Linked DNA regions of Oryctolagus cuniculus: all the other regions are linked to region 2. A link is a contact called in public Hi-C and Micro-C data. All regions are on one chromosome and are shown on one strand. The core of a region is the stretch at or near the end of the contact, and the rest is flanking DNA. Distances in the headings are between cores, read along the strand shown. Region 1 has its middle 24 kb from the start of OTOGL. Region 2 holds the start of PPP1R12A (protein phosphatase 1 regulatory subunit 12A). Region 3 has its middle 130 kb from the start of PAWR.

Evidence for each region. A called contact is a pair of places that touch in the nucleus more often than the background predicts.
Region 1: a Hi-C map of skin fibroblasts shows a contact between it and region 2, with 2.9 times the contacts expected there. The contact joins the enhancer-like site here to the promoter of PPP1R12A in region 2. A contact is called at or near these places in 3 of 6 Hi-C or Micro-C datasets (embryonic fibroblasts, skin fibroblasts and an unstated tissue).
Region 3: a contact with region 2 is called in a Micro-C map of ear pinna, with 5 times the contacts expected there. The contact joins the enhancer-like site here to the promoter of PPP1R12A in region 2. A contact is called at or near these places in 2 of 6 Hi-C or Micro-C datasets (ear pinna and skin fibroblasts).

The regions. Positions count from the first base shown.
Region 1 is chr11:82,987,201-82,990,544 of mOryCun1.1, forward strand. No RefSeq gene overlaps it. Among named protein-coding and RNA genes, the nearest start is that of OTOGL, 24 kb to the right of the region's middle. Within about 2 kb of position 1,826, at least 1 of the 8 cell types and tissues checked has an H3K27ac peak or open chromatin away from gene starts, as enhancers often do.
Region 2 is chr11:82,716,116-82,719,461 of mOryCun1.1, forward strand. It overlaps PPP1R12A (protein phosphatase 1 regulatory subunit 12A), which reads right to left and starts at 1,439. Exons shown (of 26, transcript XM_017341997.3): 1 at 289-1,439. The coding sequence starts at 525.
Region 3 is chr11:82,352,751-82,356,256 of mOryCun1.1, forward strand. No RefSeq gene overlaps it. Among named protein-coding and RNA genes, the nearest start is that of PAWR, 130 kb to the right of the region's middle. Within about 2 kb of position 2,056, at least 3 of the 8 cell types and tissues checked have an H3K27ac peak or open chromatin away from gene starts, as enhancers often do. A contact at or near this core is called in ear pinna, where this site is marked.

The DNA of each region.
Region 1 (3,344 bases), core at 576-3,075, 270 kb after region 2:
CACATATATAGAAGCAGTTTCTTTTATTTGTGTGTGAATTTGCAAGCAGCACCTCACTTGAGCTGAACTTTTGCTATATAAATAAAACCATCTGGTGTCTCCAAAGAATTCCAGCCTCCAGAGAACAGGATCATAAACAATCGATCCTCCAAAGACCTTTCAGTATTTTAGTTTGAGTACAGTTTTCCCACAGCACTGTCTTAATTATTTTATCTGTTTATACTCTTCTAAGGATTTTATAATTTTTTCTTTTAATCTAACATCTTTGTGTGAGTACATAGAGGAAAAGCCTACCCCTCCATTTTTGGTGATGTGAGAAAAAACCGCTATATCCTTTAAGGTATTTTGTTAATGCAAATGTAGATATCTCAGATGTATTAATAGAGTTTGGAAAGAAGGAAGTATATTATTCCATTTTTTTCTGATGGGAAAATAAGACACAGAGTTACAAGTTCAAGGTCCTATGTCCCACAACTATTAGCTGCTAAACATGATCCAGATTTTGTAAATCCCAGTTGAATAATTTTTTTACTCAACACTGTCTTTAACTTAATGTTTATTTTCTTTCAAGCATGGAAAACAAGCATGCCTCTGATTAAAACAAAGGGAATCCAGTCTTTGACCAGTTGACCACTCGAGACTTAGCAGCTGGGAAGTTGGTTAAGTCTTCTAAGAATGAAGTTATAGTTCTTTTTTTAACCTCTTCTGTCCCAGTTGGCAAAAATTGTTTAGTATTAATTCATCCCTTGGAAGAAGTGAATTTTTAGGAGGCTTCTGAAACTGGGATTTATTTGTATGCAAGACCAAGAGGGCTTGATTGCAAAGCTCAAATCAGACAGTGTTGACCAAAGAGTATCTTCAAATACAAAGCTACATTAGAATCACTTTGGGGGAGCTTAAAAAACAAAATACTGAGGTCTAGGTCCAGTACCCTAAAAGTACAAACTGATAATGGAGTTCTCCAAGATGATTCTTAATGGTCAGGCTAAATTTCAAAACCATTACTTGATGCCCTCGTAGCACATCATTCACAGGGATGGGACCTTTCTTCTGGAGTAGCTTGTTTGCTCAGGATTAATACGAAGTGACACGAAGGAATCAGACAGCAATGTGGGAGGAAGCACTGGACGGTAGAAAGCAGCTGGATGTAATGGAAAGAACAACATCTGATTGCCCCTTCTTCCTGAGGCTTGACTGGACCACCAGTGTAGCTCCAGTGATTTGTAAGTTGGTGACCTGGATTGACACAGTCTCCTGATTCTGGCTCCCATCAGAGCTGGCCATAGTATATCTCTGGCACCATTTTTTGCAACTGGCTGAAATATTATAAATTCTGCTTTTTTAACTTGGACATATAGCAACACTGTTCTTTTTATGATTTATTTTGACACATAATAGCATTTATAGTGATTATCTTCCCTGAAATTATATTTGATGTGACTTGTTAGGCTGCTATATGCATGCACTGACATTTGCTGAGTCATTTGTTTGGGAACAGGATGTGCCCTGCATCTTAGCTGACGTATAAGAAAGAGCCTTCCCAGGCCGGCAACATGCAGGTTTCAACTGGTATAGCCAGGCTTCAAAAAGTTAATGGAAAAAATTCACATTATCTCTTATAAAAAGTTTACTTTTATTTATTTGAAGGGCAAAGAGACAGAGGCAGAGAAAGATCTTTCATCTGCTGGTTCCTTCCCCCAGATGCCAGCATCAGCTAAGACTGGGCCAGGCTGAAACCCGGAGCCAGAAACTCAGTCCTGGTTTCCCACGTGGGTGGCAAAAACCCACACACTCAGGCCACCATCTACTGCCTCCCAGGCATGTTTGCAGGAAGTCGGATTGGAAGCAGAGGCAGCACTTGATCCCAGGCCCTGTCATAGGATGTGGGCATCCGAAGTGGCAGCTCAGGCTGCTGTGCCATGATGCCTGACTCTCACTTTGTCTTTTAACTCCATTTTTCCCACCAACATTTGAGACCCTCTTAGACAATTTTTAACGCTTACAGGTGAGAAGAAATTCACATAAGTACGCAAAAGTTTGAAGCTGATGTGGACATTTTCTTCTGGACATAAAGGTATCACTAGTGTCAATTAACATTTGCAGTTTGGGAAGAATGAATTCATGACTTGATCTTTCGCCAAAACCGCAGGCAAAGCAAACCCTCCCATCTGTTTGAGAGTGAATCCAAGTTTTGTTTAGTGTTAGTAGTATTCTTAGTGTTTCCTTTTTAAAAATAGTTCTTCCTTTACTTTGTAGTTCATGCTTTTCCCAGGCTGGTGCATAAGAGCCTTGGTAAGGTTCTTGCTAGCAGGGGCCGCCAGCTTCTTTCTGGGCAGGCTTTCTGTTATTGTAGGGGAATGGGCTGGGAAGAGACAAAGGAGTGTATTTCATAGAACTTGGACCACTATGTTTTACCTTCTAGGATAGATCAAACCTGGTCATAATACATCCTCAAGTTTGTTTTTGTATTGTGACTTTAAAATTGTTGGATACTGTCCAGATACTATTTTGGAACAAGAGCTAAGTGAGTTCTAAAAAACCACTTAATATGTTTCTTAATATATTCCCATTTACTCAAAAGAACCAAATATGGTGACATTTTATAAAGCTTTGTTCTGTTTGTTATTTGTCCTTCAAAATGAGAATTTAAATTCCAAGCACTTACTGAGACAGGATATTGAGATTTTATGAATAAAGAATTCTGTAAAATCTTTGATGCTAAACTAGCTGTGTAATGATTATGTCATAGTAGAAAGAGTGACAGCACGGGATCTGAAAATGGGAGTTCCAAAAGCAGCTTTGCTACTCCCTGGCTCTGTGACTTTGGACAACTTATCTTGATCTTTGTGCACATGTCAAGGAATGGGGTAGGAACTGCTGTACCAGTGTTAACTACAGGAGTACAATCAAGAAAATTTTCAACTGATTAATCAATTCTAAGTGAAATTCCATTTAGATCTGCTTACTTTAAGAACGAATTATATAGAGTTTATTTGAACAAAGTAAACTGTGAGCCATTTGGGTAACACCCTAATTGGAGCACTGTCAGTAATGTTTTCCCTAGAAACAAAAAGTGAGGCACAGAAAGCAACTTAACAGTAACCTCTCTTTACCACGAAATAGAAATGAGACACAAAAAGCAACTTAATTGGGTAAAACCTGGCCCACCAACAAATCAGTAACAGCTTAACTAGTTAATTGGTTATAGCCTAACCAGTATACTGCAACCAGAGCCTTCTGCATCCAACCACTGCTCCGGTTCTGTGACTAAACTATATTGGCTTTACTTGAGCCCAATGAGTGTACCCTGTTCAAATCCATGGCCTACAAAATATTACTTAGCA
Region 2 (3,346 bases), core at 189-2,688:
AGATGACCCTAGGGCTACAAGACGCCCACAGCCCCTTCCCTCCGATACCCCGGAAATCATCCGGTTCCCAGCTACAACAGCAACTGGTCTGAAGGGGGCCTCAAGCCCGGGGCCCTCCCTCCACCAGTCGTCTCCCTCCGTCCCCGTCGGGAAGCCGCCCCCTCACCCCCGCGGCAGGGAGTCTCCCGCCGCCCCCGGCCTCCCGAGGACGAGGAGGGTGGGAAGGTCCCCGTGAGAGGCCGGCGAGGACCCTCAGGGTCAAGAGAGCCGGCGGCCGGGGACACAGACCTGGTGCAGGGCAGTGAGTCCGTCCACATTGGCGTAATTGATGTCGGCGCCGCGGTGCAGCAGCTTGAGGACCTCGTCCGTGTCGCCGCTGGAGCAAGCAGCCAGGAAGACGGCGCCATCGTCGAACTTCACCTTGGTCTTCTGGCGCTTCACCACGGGAGGCTCGAGGTCCGTCTCGGAGCCCATCCAGCGCTTCAGCTGCTCGTTCCGCTTCTGCTTCGCGTCCGCCATCTTCATCCCCTCTCCTGCCGCCGGGTCTTCTTATCGCGAGGGGGGGAAGGGGGAGGCGGAGAGGGAAGAGAGGGGAGGCAGGGGGTGTGTGACTGTTTCTGTGAGTGCGGGCCAGAGGAGGGCTGGGAACCGGGAGGAGACGCTCGAGACTTCCAGTATCCCACAGAGCACTGGGGCGGCGCGCCCGGCCGAGCGGACCTCCCTTCCTACCACAGAAGCCCTCCCGCCCCCGGCGCGGCCACCCGTCACCGGCGGCCAATCTAACGTAACTTCGCGAGATCCGGGCAGGGAGGCGCCCTTCGGCCAGTGCGCATGCGCTCTGGGACTGCGCCCGCCCCAGGAAGAGCGCGCCCGCCCCCAGGAAGAGCGCTCCCGCGAACTGTGGCGGGGGCGGCCCGGTCACCGGAGGGAAGCGGGTGTGGCCCGGGCCTCCTGGGCTGCGGGGGTTGGGGCCAACCTGGAAGCGAGGAGGCAGGGAGGGAAGGTTGTTGCGGGCAGCTGAGGGCTCCTGAGGTTCCGGAGGCCCACAGCCGGGCTGCAAAGCTTTTCAGGGCCGACCTGCCTTCCGGGCCGTCTCGGCCCGGCCGAGTCGTTTCCTCCGGGCGGAGGGTTTCCCCATTGGCTGCGTTATTTGAATGGAATGGAGGACAGGTCTCGAATTAGGCGCTTGTGGTTGCTCTCTGAGGCGCTCAGATGAACTTGAACGTATCAGTGTTGATAACGGCCTTTTTAAACGGGGTGTCTGTCGCCGAGGGCGTCGGTAGTGTTTGCCGAGGTGACCACCTATTGACGAGGGTAGACCTGCGGTAATTGCTGCGGCTTCCTGCCAGTCCCCGGTGTAGAAACGTCTTCCTTCTTACTCTTGCTTGGTACAGTTTGGTTTTCTCTCACGCTTATTTTGGAACCTCTTCCCCTTCCTTCAGTACTTTAAGCCCGTCTGGTACTACCCATGAGCTTAGCTCAGCCCCGCTACTGGTCCTGACCTTTTATGGGATTTCTGGTCCCAGCTCCAGCGCTTTCCAAAGGAGCAGTGCAAAGACCCAGGCGAGTCTAGAATCCAAAAGGAATGTTAAGGCAATTACTTCCACCGGTATTTATTGAATACCTACTGTGAGCCCGTGACATACTGGGTACTGAAGTGTACAGTTTTAAAGGTCCCATATTTATTTCAACCACCTCTTTAGGTTACATGGTCAAAACAGATTATAATTTCTTTTCATTAAAGAAAAGGCTTTGTAACTTTGCCTTGTCTGGCCACACACTTTGTAATGCAGATGTCTTTCGAATGTCTTGCGAATCATGTATGGGAGGTCTTCCAAAAGTTCATAGAAAATGTACATTATGAAAAAACGGTATAGATAAAGGTTTTTAGCACCAAAATTACCTATTCAGTTTTCTACAAACATTTTGAGGTACTCGTGTATCTACCTTCTTGCCAATTGATAGCCCTAAACACCCTATTGTAATCCCCTATTTTTAAACAATGCATTTATTTTTGTTTTATTTGGAAGGCAGAGAAACAGATCAAGAGACATGGGGAGATCTTCCATCCACTGCTTCACTCCCCAAATGCCCAAGACCCAAGTACTTGAGACTTCAGCTGCTTGCCCAGTGTGCATTTGCGGGAAGCTGGATCAGAAGCAGAGTAGCAGGGACTCCAACCAGGTACTCTGATGTAGGCACTGCTGTGCCAAATGCCTGCCCCCATTTGTTTTTGGAGCCAAAATAAAAGTCATGAAATCTTACCCCTGAATGGGAATTTAGTTACCATATTTAGACTGTGTGTCCAAAGAACTAGGTGATTTATCTAATTTTACCAGGATTAGGATTCACTCAGCAAATATTATGCACCTGTTCTGAGTCATACATTGGGGAAACAGCAGTGACCAATTAAGTTTTCAACATGATGCTTTTTTCCTGTAGAATACACTGCAGCTTATCATAATACGAAATAAAATCAGAGATTTTGAGTAAAATAAGATTAGAAAACCACCTCCATGTAAGACTGAATTTTCTGAACCGTCATTACTAGAATAATGATATTCATAGAACCCAGGTTAGGATAAAACTTCTAAAAATATTGTAGAACTACAAAATGAGTCTAATATGTTAAAATGCACTGTTGTATGTTCATAAAGTACACCAAAGATAACACCAGACCTTAGCATAATAATGGTGTTAGATACTGAAGAACTTTGTTGGTACCTAAATACAAAATCCCTATCCACAGAATGCAACTCTCAAAAGCACTTGAGAATTGTTTTGTCAGCTCCTGTGTCTACATAGAAAAGTAGACAACATATCCTTACTATTTTCCAGTAACATTATGGTCTATTTGATACTTCTTAAAAGTGCTCTTGAAATACAGATCAATATCTCAAGTTTTCATTTGGGCAAGAGAAGTTTGATGGAAAGCATGCTATTTCTGATACAAGTACTTATTTCAGGATGTAAAATTAGTAAGTAAAATAGACGATAGTTTGTTTATAAAACAGTTCAGTTCCAAGGACTACCATTTAAAATCAAGCAAAAACCCATCCACCTGAGCTGTTAATGTGTTCATATTTCATTGAGATTTGCTTCTACAGTTCTAATGGTCAGGAAGCACTACTAGTGTTGTTTAATTGGAAGTACTCTTCAATTGCCAACTGCTTTGTCTTTCTAGGAAGAATTTTTTTTTTCAATATTATTGCATTAATTATGATGACATACAGTTAATTTCAGAACAGGCAAAACTTTTTATTAAAACACACATGGCAATCACTTGATATTTTTCACTGAACAAACTCTTAAGATTTGTCTAAGCAGAAGAAGTTGAAGAAATGCA
Region 3 (3,506 bases), core at 806-3,305, 360 kb before region 2:
GTTCTGCCACTCAAAACAGTGGTGATGACGGAGCACCTGAGGCCTGGGCAGAGTCAAGGAGGCTGGAAAGAAACCCAGGGTCCTAGTACACATCTGGAGTAAACACTTCGGGCTAGAATCTCTTGCTAGAAAGCCTAGGGGAAAAACAGGTTTTCACTGAAGCGTTCCCTGAATCTCACAAACCCAATGCAAAAACAGTAGCGTTAGAGTTCCTAAGACGAGCTACCCCAGCAGGAGTCCCCTTTCTCCCTCCTTCCTTCTCCCGTCCCTTCCCTCCTTCTCCCTTCGTCTTTCTTGTACACAATCTGGGAGTCTATTTGGGTAAAATGGAGAAGTGGGGCGCACCTCCAGTTTGTTCCTTTTTAGCCACAGCTACACCACTAGAGGGCAGTGTCTGCACTAATCACAAACTGCTCATTTCCTAGGGCCCATCACACATCCTGTGACAGGATGTTTCAGGATTTTCCTTCAATTCTACTTGTAAACAAATAGCCTTGGGGCGGAGACACGCAGCTGCACCGGGCAGCAGGGCGCAGCAGGGATTGTGCAGGCCAAGGTTTTGGTGTACCTTGAACAATCTTAATCTCCTGGCAGCCCCCTTCACAGCCCAGAGCCGAGGTTTGTGTCTCAGTCCTTGTAAATCTCAGTCCAAGTTTTGGAATTTCTCTGAATGCCATCCCTAAGAGCAAAAAGAACCTTCTATGGGAACGAAACGTTACATAATCCGGCACAGCCGACTGTGTACAAGATTCTGTTTGGTTTCCACGCACAATTTACAAGGATGTGGTTCGTTCAAAAGCAGGATTGTGCAACTGGGCAAAAGCTGTCAGTGGATTGATCAGGCAGGCAAACCTGGGCAGGAAGAGCCACATGCTTCTCTCTGCCCGAGACGCTGGGAATGTGAACCGGGTGGGTAAATGTGGTCCTGGTTGGAGGACCCAGTAAACAAAGTTGCTAGAAGCCCTGGGCTCCGTTGAGGCAGAGTTCCCTGCCTGTGAGCTCAACCAGTGCTCCAGGGCATACACTTGGCACTCCCTGCACGAGGGGGTGGGGGCGGGGCTTCGCTTCTGATCTCTCTTGAGATTAGTGTTTCAAGAAGCCACGCAGGCTGAGCAGTGGGAGGAAAGACCCAGGTGGAACTGTAAATCAAGAAATAGGAAAGAAATTAGGAAAAGGAGAAAACAGGCTCTTCACAGACAGGTGCATAGCTGCCTGCAGCCCTGATGCCTCCCATACTCCAAACAACAACGGCTATTTGCTGATGTCAAACGTATCAGCTTAGCAGGAAAGATAAATGAAGGGGAAAATCTTCAGGCAGAAAGATTTTTGAAATTTTTCTGCAGTGCCAAAACACAGTCCAGGGTTCAAACGGGCCATATTTGGACAATGATTGCTATGTTATTTCTTCTATCTTCTGTGTTTTCACTTCTATATAATAACATTAACACTCTTTACACAAGGTCAGTACTATTTACCTAGAACTTTCCCACAAGTCTCTTCTCTTTTGCCCTCCTCTCTCTTCCTCTCCCAGGGTCATGAGCACATACTATGTTTCTGAGAGAGAAAATGTAAGAGGGAAAGTTCGCTGGGATTAGTCAGGATTGTAATTAGGGGATTGTAACTCAGCAAATCTACACTGATTAGGGCAAGACAGAGCAGAAAACTTGTCCCTAGGTCTAAAGATTCAACAGAAGACTATCAGGGTTGACCTCACACTGCGTTTCAAAGCGGCAAGGAAAGAAAAATACAGAAAAACAAAGCCAGGATGGAAGTGTGCTGTGGGAGGGTGCACAGTGAATAGGAAAAAATGCTATGGAAGATTACTCCTGACCCAGCAAAACCTGACCAGAAGGAATGTTGACAAAGGGTGGAGATGCATTCAAGAGTTTTGCAGACGGCACCTCTGGCCCACACTTGCCAATCATAACCCCAGGAAAGTCACTGGGAAGGCACCATGGCCTCTTCTTTTACAGGCATTTTGTTTCTAGGACCATGCCCTGGGAAATCAGGGAATAAGCCCCTTGTCTTTACAAATCTGAGATTTGCTACAGTGGGACAGATAAAAACCAATGGCTAGGAAGGGGTAAACCGTCGATGAGATCCCGGTTGTAACTCGGTTGAACAGAGTTGTTTCAGTACATGACAACTTGGCTCCAAGCGGTATTATTCTGAATGCATAATTGATGGGGCCCGTCTGTTTTTGGTAAAGGGACTTTTGTTTTGCTTTTTTTTCTTCCCCACTCTCACTCCGAGTGAATGGCTTTCTCATTAGACAATGTTCACATGCCCTTGGAAAATGTATTTGGAATAGAAAGACTCCCCAGAATCACAGATTGGAATGCCAACAGAGCCAAGTATCTTCTTCCCCATCTTGAGATGGTTACATGGGAACTCACGCTGATCTCCACGCACGGGATGTCGCAGGTAAGACTACTGAAGCCATGGGACCATCTAATTAGCGTGGTTATTAAAGTCCTACGGCACTCTGGTGAGCAGAGCTGTGGACTAGCACTCAGAACATCTTTTCTCATTCCAGCCCTGGGTCCTGGATTTATAGAAGCAAAGCAGCTACGAACACTTTGGGTCCTCTCACCCATTCTGCAGATGCTTTAGTAAGCATCTACCTACTCAAGGCCTTAGGCACTGGGGCACGATAACGAACAAGATTTTGGCATAAGCCTATCTTCACATAATTTGGAATCATGGAAGATAGAGGCCAGCAAAAAAAAAAAAAAAAAAAAAAAAGCAATTAGAATGTTACACTCTCTAGGGTGGTTACCATAAAAACAAAAAACAAAGAGAAAGAGAAAGAGAGCTTGGTGAGGATGGTAAGCAATTAGAACCCCGAACACTATTGGTGGGAATCATGCAGCTGCTGTAGAAAACGTTCTGGCAATTTCTCAAAAGGGTAAACATAGTTACCATATGACCCAGCAATTCACCTGCTGGGTGCTTACCCAAGAGAACTGAAAACATAGGTCCATACAAAACATGCACACAAGTAGTCGTGGAAGCATTATTCATGAAAGCCAAAACCTGGAATCAGCCTGGTGTTCGTCAACAGATGAATGGACAAGCAAAATGCGATAAAAATATACAATGGAATATTACTCAACCATAAAAAGAATGAAGTCCTGACACATGCTACATACAACACGGATGAACTTTGCAAGCATTTCGTGTAGTGAAAGAAGCCCCACAGGAAGACCAGTATTATACTATTCCATCTATGCCAAGACTGGGTAGATCCCTGTGGAAACAGAAAGTAGATCATTGCTGAGAGGGGTGTGAGGGACAGGTGAGTGGGAGTAGCTAGCTGTCAGTGGATTCCTTTTGGAGTGAAGGAAATGTCATGAAATTACAGTGGTGACAGTTGTACAAGCTTGTGGACGTATTAAAAACCATTCAGTTGTCTAGTCTGAAAGGGTGCGTTATGGTAAACAAGTTCTATTTCAATAAACAAGGTGATTATAATGCATGTGATGAATGCTACATTAAACCGAATG